Regions from separate parts of the Mus musculus genome. Here region 2 is linked to region 1. Evidence: chromatin contacts called from public HiChIP or PLAC-seq data. All regions are on one chromosome and are shown on one strand. Each heading gives the region's core, a stretch centred on a gene start, on an enhancer-like site or on the middle of the called end of the contact. The rest is flanking DNA. Distances are from core to core; before and after follow the strand shown.

What was found. HiChIP or PLAC-seq counts read pairs in DNA pulled down with a chosen protein or histone mark.
Region 2: a contact with region 1 is called in a BATF HiChIP or PLAC-seq map of CD8 T cells, with 29 read pairs. The contact joins the promoter of Erich1 here to the enhancer-like site in region 1. A contact is called at or near these places in 1 of 39 promoter capture datasets (the SN4741 cell line), 1 of 15 datasets of contacts at CTCF or cohesin (CD8 T cells), 10 of 484 Hi-C or Micro-C datasets (CD4 T cells, CD8 T cells, DN3 thymocytes and 7 more), 6 of 115 datasets of contacts at active chromatin or transcription factors (CD8 T cells, T-cell acute lymphoblastic leukemia, effector CD8 T cells and 3 more) and 1 of 9 other capture datasets (adipose tissue).

What each region holds. Positions count from the first base shown.
Region 1 is chr8:13,991,190-13,994,231 of GRCm38.p6, reverse strand. The region is part of intron 1 of Gm5907 (predicted gene 5907); the gene reads right to left. Among named protein-coding and RNA genes, the nearest start is that of Gm5907, 6.6 kb to the right of the region's middle. Within about 2 kb of position 1,476, at least 64 of the 459 cell types and tissues checked have an H3K27ac peak or open chromatin away from gene starts, as enhancers often do. A contact at or near this core is called in CD8 T cells, T-cell acute lymphoblastic leukemia, Th1 cells and 5 more, where this site is marked.
Region 2 is chr8:14,088,894-14,091,935 of GRCm38.p6, reverse strand. It overlaps Erich1 (glutamate rich 1), which reads left to right and starts at 1,609. Exons shown (of 6, transcript NM_001034862.2): 1 at 1,609-1,695. The coding sequence starts at 1,674.

The DNA of each region.
Region 1 (3,042 bases), core at 227-2,726:
CCACCACCACCACCACCACCACCACCACCACTACCACCACCACCACCACCACCACTACCACCACCACCGCCGCCGCCACCACCACCGCCACCACCACCACCACCACCACCATCACCACCACCACCACCACCACCACCACCACCACCACCACCCAGGCTCCCATTACAGAGAGCACGCAATCCCAAAGACTCTCCCAACTGTGTGAAACTTGATTGCCTGCTTTGTGTGTCAAGGGACTGTATTCATGCCTTTCCCTGTTTGGAAAAAAAAAAAAAAAGTAGTTAATTTTGTTCTCTCTAAATAAAGAACATGGTCTCTCAAGTATAACTGTACTGTGGGGGGGGGGGGGCAGGGGATTATATACCAGTAACTGCTCTTGGTTAACAATAATAGTTTTTTAATTGTTAGTGACTAGAACACCCAAGGACGGCATTTCCACTATTACGTAGACCACTGGTTCACATCCTCCTAGGAACAACACTGAGAAGCGAGCAGATGTTAGGCAAACTCATGTGTGTTTTTTGCTGTGTTAAAGCAGATGTGGGGGGAGTTGAGAAACCTCAGTGTAGTTGTTTGAACTATACTGGAGAAAAAGACCCACGTGAAACCAGGGATTAGCATAAGGGGGTCTTAGAGGCCTTGGAGGGTGTGTCAAGGGGAGGGGCCCGCTGCTCTGTCCGAAACAGTAGCCCGTGCATTGTCTTGTTTTCTAGGAGCAGAACTCAGAGGTTAAATGTTTTTTCTATTGCTACTGTTTACAGTTGTTTGGGGTCAGCAGAATGGCTATTCAAGGCTGTCTTGTTTTTTGCTTTGGGTTTTTTCTGTCCTTTCCTTTCCCTAAAAGGGTCCATCTCCTTCAGAGCCACAACACACACACACACACACACACACACACACACACACACACACACACACACTGTACACTGAAGATGCCATTCTGGGCTTTCAAAAACTGTAATTTTTGTGGCCGTGGGGCTCTGGCTAGAGGCGGGTTGAACTCGGTGACCTTTGGCAGGAGGCACAGACTTTTACGTGGACCGGGTGAGATCCAAGAGGACTGCGCTGGGTCTCAGGGCTCGGAGCTGCGGTAGGTCTCTGTGATGCTGCTGGGGCCTCGGGACTGGTCTAGGCAGCTCTGCCAAACCACTCACTCTCTGACCTATAGTAAAGTACATTCCCCCCGCGAGGGAGCCACGGAGAAAATAAAGAGGTTGAACTGGGTTGGTGGTTTTCACCATGACATTTTGGCCAGGGAGCCCTGTGTTTAAATGAACTTAATTGTACAGAAAACCAGCCAGGCACAGAGCAACGTTAGGCCACTGTACTTCAGGTAGAGGCATGAGCCCTAAAGTCTGGCACCCTACTGCCACAAAGCAGTTTGAGCCCTTATTTTTCATGTGACATCTAGATCTCCAAGCTGCGGTACAGTGCGGGGGGGCTGGGGGTGGGTGGGTGGAGGACGACTTCCTCCTGAGGTGGCAAGGCTGTGCATCTGGCCAGCCACACAAAGCCATAGGAAGTTACACTCTTCCACTTTAGACACTGAACAAAAGAGTCAGAATGGTAATAGAAAGTAAATATGGGCTCTAGGTGGAAAGCAAATCACTTCCTCCTGCCAGTTTCGGTTCTTAAGCCAGTCTATGAATTCATTTTAACGTGAAAGTAATAGGAGAAAAGCATTTCGGTGTCCACACATGCGCAGTGGCTCACAGGAGCGTAAATGCTATGGGGCTCTACAGAGAGGGTGTGGGCAGTCAGGGGCAGCTGTGCCACAAGGCAGATTCCTCCGCTGATCAAAGCTTGTGAGTACCACTCTCTTCCTGGCCGGAGCCATTTGTTGGCAACATTCCTTTTATGTATGTGCACAAAGGGAAAGTGTGTACTTTATTCAAGGCAATAGAGGTGAAAAGTAGAATTTGCTCAACACTAATTGGTTCTCAATTCCTTTTAAATCAAAATCATCAATATGGCAAAGAAGCGAGTTTTAGGCGTGATAATATTGGATCTTCTTCCGACCAAGATGGCTGAGGTTGGTCCTAACACAGCCACTGCGCTCCGGGTGTTTGGGGGCAGCTTCTGCTCTTGCTTTCTCCACCGCCAGCTCTCTGAGGCACTCTAATGCCAGCCTCCCAGAGGTGAGGAGAGGCCCCGGTCACACAGTTCCATCAGCACCTTTTGATTATTTGCTGGATAGGGTCCTGGTCTAGGGACAGAGCAGGGTTCCACAGTCATTGAATGCAGCTCAGCTCCAGGATGGCTGCCCCGGACAAAACACCCTTGTGTGACTGTCCAGTACTAACCTTCCTTGAAAATCAGTATATGCAGGTGAAAAAAACGAAACAAAACACAACAAACAAACAAAACAAATGAAAAACCAACTCATTGCATGAATTTGAGCTGAAATCACAGCGCACAGAAGAAAAGCAGGAACATCTGTAACGTTGCTTCCTAGGAAGAAATCAATCCGTGGTTAAGATTATAGGATACAGGAAGGAAAAATGAGCAGGTTGGGTCGTGCTTGGTGCTGGAGTGTGCAGTTGGCATGTGGAGGCTCTGGGTCTGATCTCCAGAACCACAAAAAAAAAAAAAAAAAAAAAAAAAAAAAAAAAGCTCAAAGAAAAAACGTTTATCCTGAAAACGAGCCATCAGTGGAATCGATCGAAAACACCCTCGGTAGCTAAGGGTCTTTCCTGAAGGAAATCCCAAGGGAGTGATTCCTAGGACTTCCACCATTGGAGAGAAACAGACATGGCATGTCTTCGCCTGTTCCTAACACTTAAGTTCTTCAGTTCAAAACCCAACCCAGTGTACAGGCATGAAACAAAAGGAGACTCCGTGGAAGACAGTGAAACAGACTGACAGCCTGGTCAGATCTGAGCTCCAGGGCCCTTGACTGATATTTCCCAGGCTTGGAGCTGGGGGAGGGGGGAGCAGCAGCCTGCTGCACCATGAGGAAACCACAATGACTGTCCCCAAAGAAGTCTGTTCCCTCCAACTGATGGCAGGAAAGGGAAAGGAGGCCTAAAGGTGTTCTGGGGAATA
Region 2 (3,042 bases), core at 360-2,859, 98 kb before region 1:
CACAGCACAAGTTAACAAAGGGCTTCCCAAAGGCCCCCCATGATGATCCTGAAACCCCAACTTTTCAGCTTCTGAACCAAAACTCTGAACCCATTCTAAACTTTCACTTTTCTACCACAGACCAATCTGATGAGTCAGAAAATTTCCTTTGCTTTGCCTGCAAACACATCCACACTCTGACTACTCTTCCCACAACCTTCTATGTCACAACTCAGATGCTAACGATCAACATTTCCCTTATGGCAATGGGCTAGCAATGGACTTTTGCTTCATCTGCTACAACCTCCTTTTAACCGAGAGACAGAAGCCACTTCCTTGACATTTACATTGGGTCATTTCACTTCGAAGCTCAATGCATCAATTTTACACATCTCCGTTTGAAGTTGCTTCTTCCATGATCTTTACCAGTAAAGTAGAAGAAAGCAGCAGAGACCTATTATTAAATACTGATTTATTGATTCATTTCATGACTTATTCAAAGCACTGCTTGTCCTGCTTATTTGACAAGCATGTCTTTACTGGCTACTTGGAACATAACGACCTGGAGAAATAGCAGAAACATTGGGCTATGTTACCCTTAACAACCTGCTGACTGCCTCTTAGGCATCTGTAAAATTTCGCTTGCTTGCCCACCCCACCTTGTGGTTTTAGAGTATAAAACGCAAACAACAGACTGGAGCCCAACCAAGCCTTTCAGGAGCAACCCTGGCTTGAGTCCATCTGCGACATCTCTTCGCTTCTACTCTCACTGATGTCCGAGTGAGTGTTCCAGAGAGTCCTGCAATAGCAACAACCGCGCGCCTTCTCTCCTTCCAGATCCAAACCTGCGTTAGATAGGCTCTAAAAATGTTTTGAGCATTCTCTTCATAACATCAGGTCTTCCTCTTTCATCTTCTCAAAGATGAAACCCAAATCATTTGCTCCTGCATTATTTCCCTTCAAAGAGCCCATCTCTTTGGAATATGGTCCTTACAGTCTTCTTGGTCATGCTCCTCTATCTGACCTTTCATGAACGTTACCACCAGCTTGCAGACCATGTAGGAACTTGGCAGTCATGTTTCTGAAGACGCAGTTCAAGGGTGAAGACTCAATGTCAACAGGGAACAAGGGCTCCAGCGCGGTAACACAGCTGGTCTAAAAGCAAAGTGGAAGACGACACAATGAGAGGGATTCGTAGACGCGAAACAGATGGGAGCATCTCCAGCCGTGCAGCGGTACAACTGGCAGACGTGGTGAGGGGCGCGCGGAACGGATTGCAGGTGTCTGGGGAACCTTGCCTTGCTTCAAGCCTCCAGACCTTCCTTCTCTCCTCAGCAACCTTTCTCCAGCTTGCACTCCAAGTTCCGCAAGTGTGCAGAGCCGGTACTGTCCCCAGCTGTGTCTTGGCCCACGTCCATCACAGGGGCAAACCGCAAACCACAGGAGCAGAGCTTTCAGGCCGTCTGCCTTCCGCGCAGGCTCCAGAGCCAGGCTCCTAGAGGCAGAGTTTAAGCCACGCCCGGGCCGCATACGAACCAATCCGCCCCCGAATATGGATGATTGACATCCAGCGGCGGGGAATTCGGGTCCGGATTAGGCACTCCTAATATTGTGGGCGGGCCTACACGAGAGGAATCCGGAAGCGCCGCGCGACTGGTGGCGGCTGGGGCCAGAGATCCCGGCTGGGGTCCAGTATGTCTTCTCTTCGGAAGCAGGGTAGGCAGGAAGCGCGGAACGCGAACGGAGACTGGATCCGAGATACCCAGGGGTGGCGGACGTGGTAGGCTGATGGCCCTGAGCACTGAGGGATCGTAGGGGCTACAGGGACCTTGAGTGTCTAGGGCAAGATGGGACATGCTGGGCCCTGAGGTACCCTTCTTGTGGTGGCTTCCCCTTCCTGCTGGCTGGGTCTGGCGCTGTCGCAGCTTTTAGGGGCCTTCGTTCTCCCTGGACCACACTAGTGGAGCAGAGGCCTCACCGGACTCTGGGATCTTCTTTGCTGGGGCGGAGCTGGCGCGTGGGGATGGGGATTGGGGTGGTGGGTGGAGGACACAAGACCTAGAGTCTGGAGGATTGCCTTTACCTAGGGCAGCCAGGCCTGCAGTCATCTCTGGGTTAGTACCCTGAGGTCCTGAAGTGCAGTTCATGTGATAGGAGTAGAGAATATGAGACTTTTCTGTGTTTAAAACATGCTTCTCTCTTGTGAAATGGGAGGGAGGTGGAGGAGACGGCTAGTGGCAACTGTATATAGTTAATAAGTATCTGCTTAAAAAGCAGGAAACTAATTTCTCTGCAAGCAAGAAAACCATGAACAAATTAGTATAGTCCCCATCCTTAACTAGCGACTTTCCACTTCAGCCTCAGTGACTTAAGTTTCATCAAACTTTATGGGGGTGGGGCGGGGGGGGGGGTTGGAAGTAAGATGATCTCAGGGATCAGAAAGGACAGATATAACCCTTTCAAAACAGTCTGATCTGATGTTGTGTTTCAAGATGAACATAAGTGTTCTTTACTGAGCAGCAAAACCTTTTTCTAATCCTTGCAAGGAAGAGGATACAAACACTTTATAGGTTCAGCTGTTTCCTGGGTTGACGCCACACCCTGTGCTTTCTCTTCTTGAATTCCCTTCTATGTTCGAGATGCTTCAAAACTTGGCATTAAATGCAAGGAATTATATCATCTATAAAGCACCTCGCCAACTTTAAGACTCTTTTTAACCTCAGTAAATTAAGGTAAAATGCAGGAAAGCTTTTGGTCGTTTTAATCAGACACTAAACTACTCTCTGAAAACAGTCTCTTTTTCTGTTGAAGAGACTATATGACAGAATTATCAGGTAAAATGTAAATAGTTGAAGGATACTGTGTTTTCCAAAGAGTGGGGCTTGTGAACCCAAAACATAAACCTGGAAGTAGGCATTTAAGCCTGAGAAGGCCAGCTAGGATGCCTCATGGTGGTTATATGGGGATGGAGGAGGGAGGGAAAGCATGAGAGAGATGGGAAGAAAGGTTTCTAGGAAAGACTCAGCTTGGTAATGAATAAGATACCGAAAGAGACCTAGATCA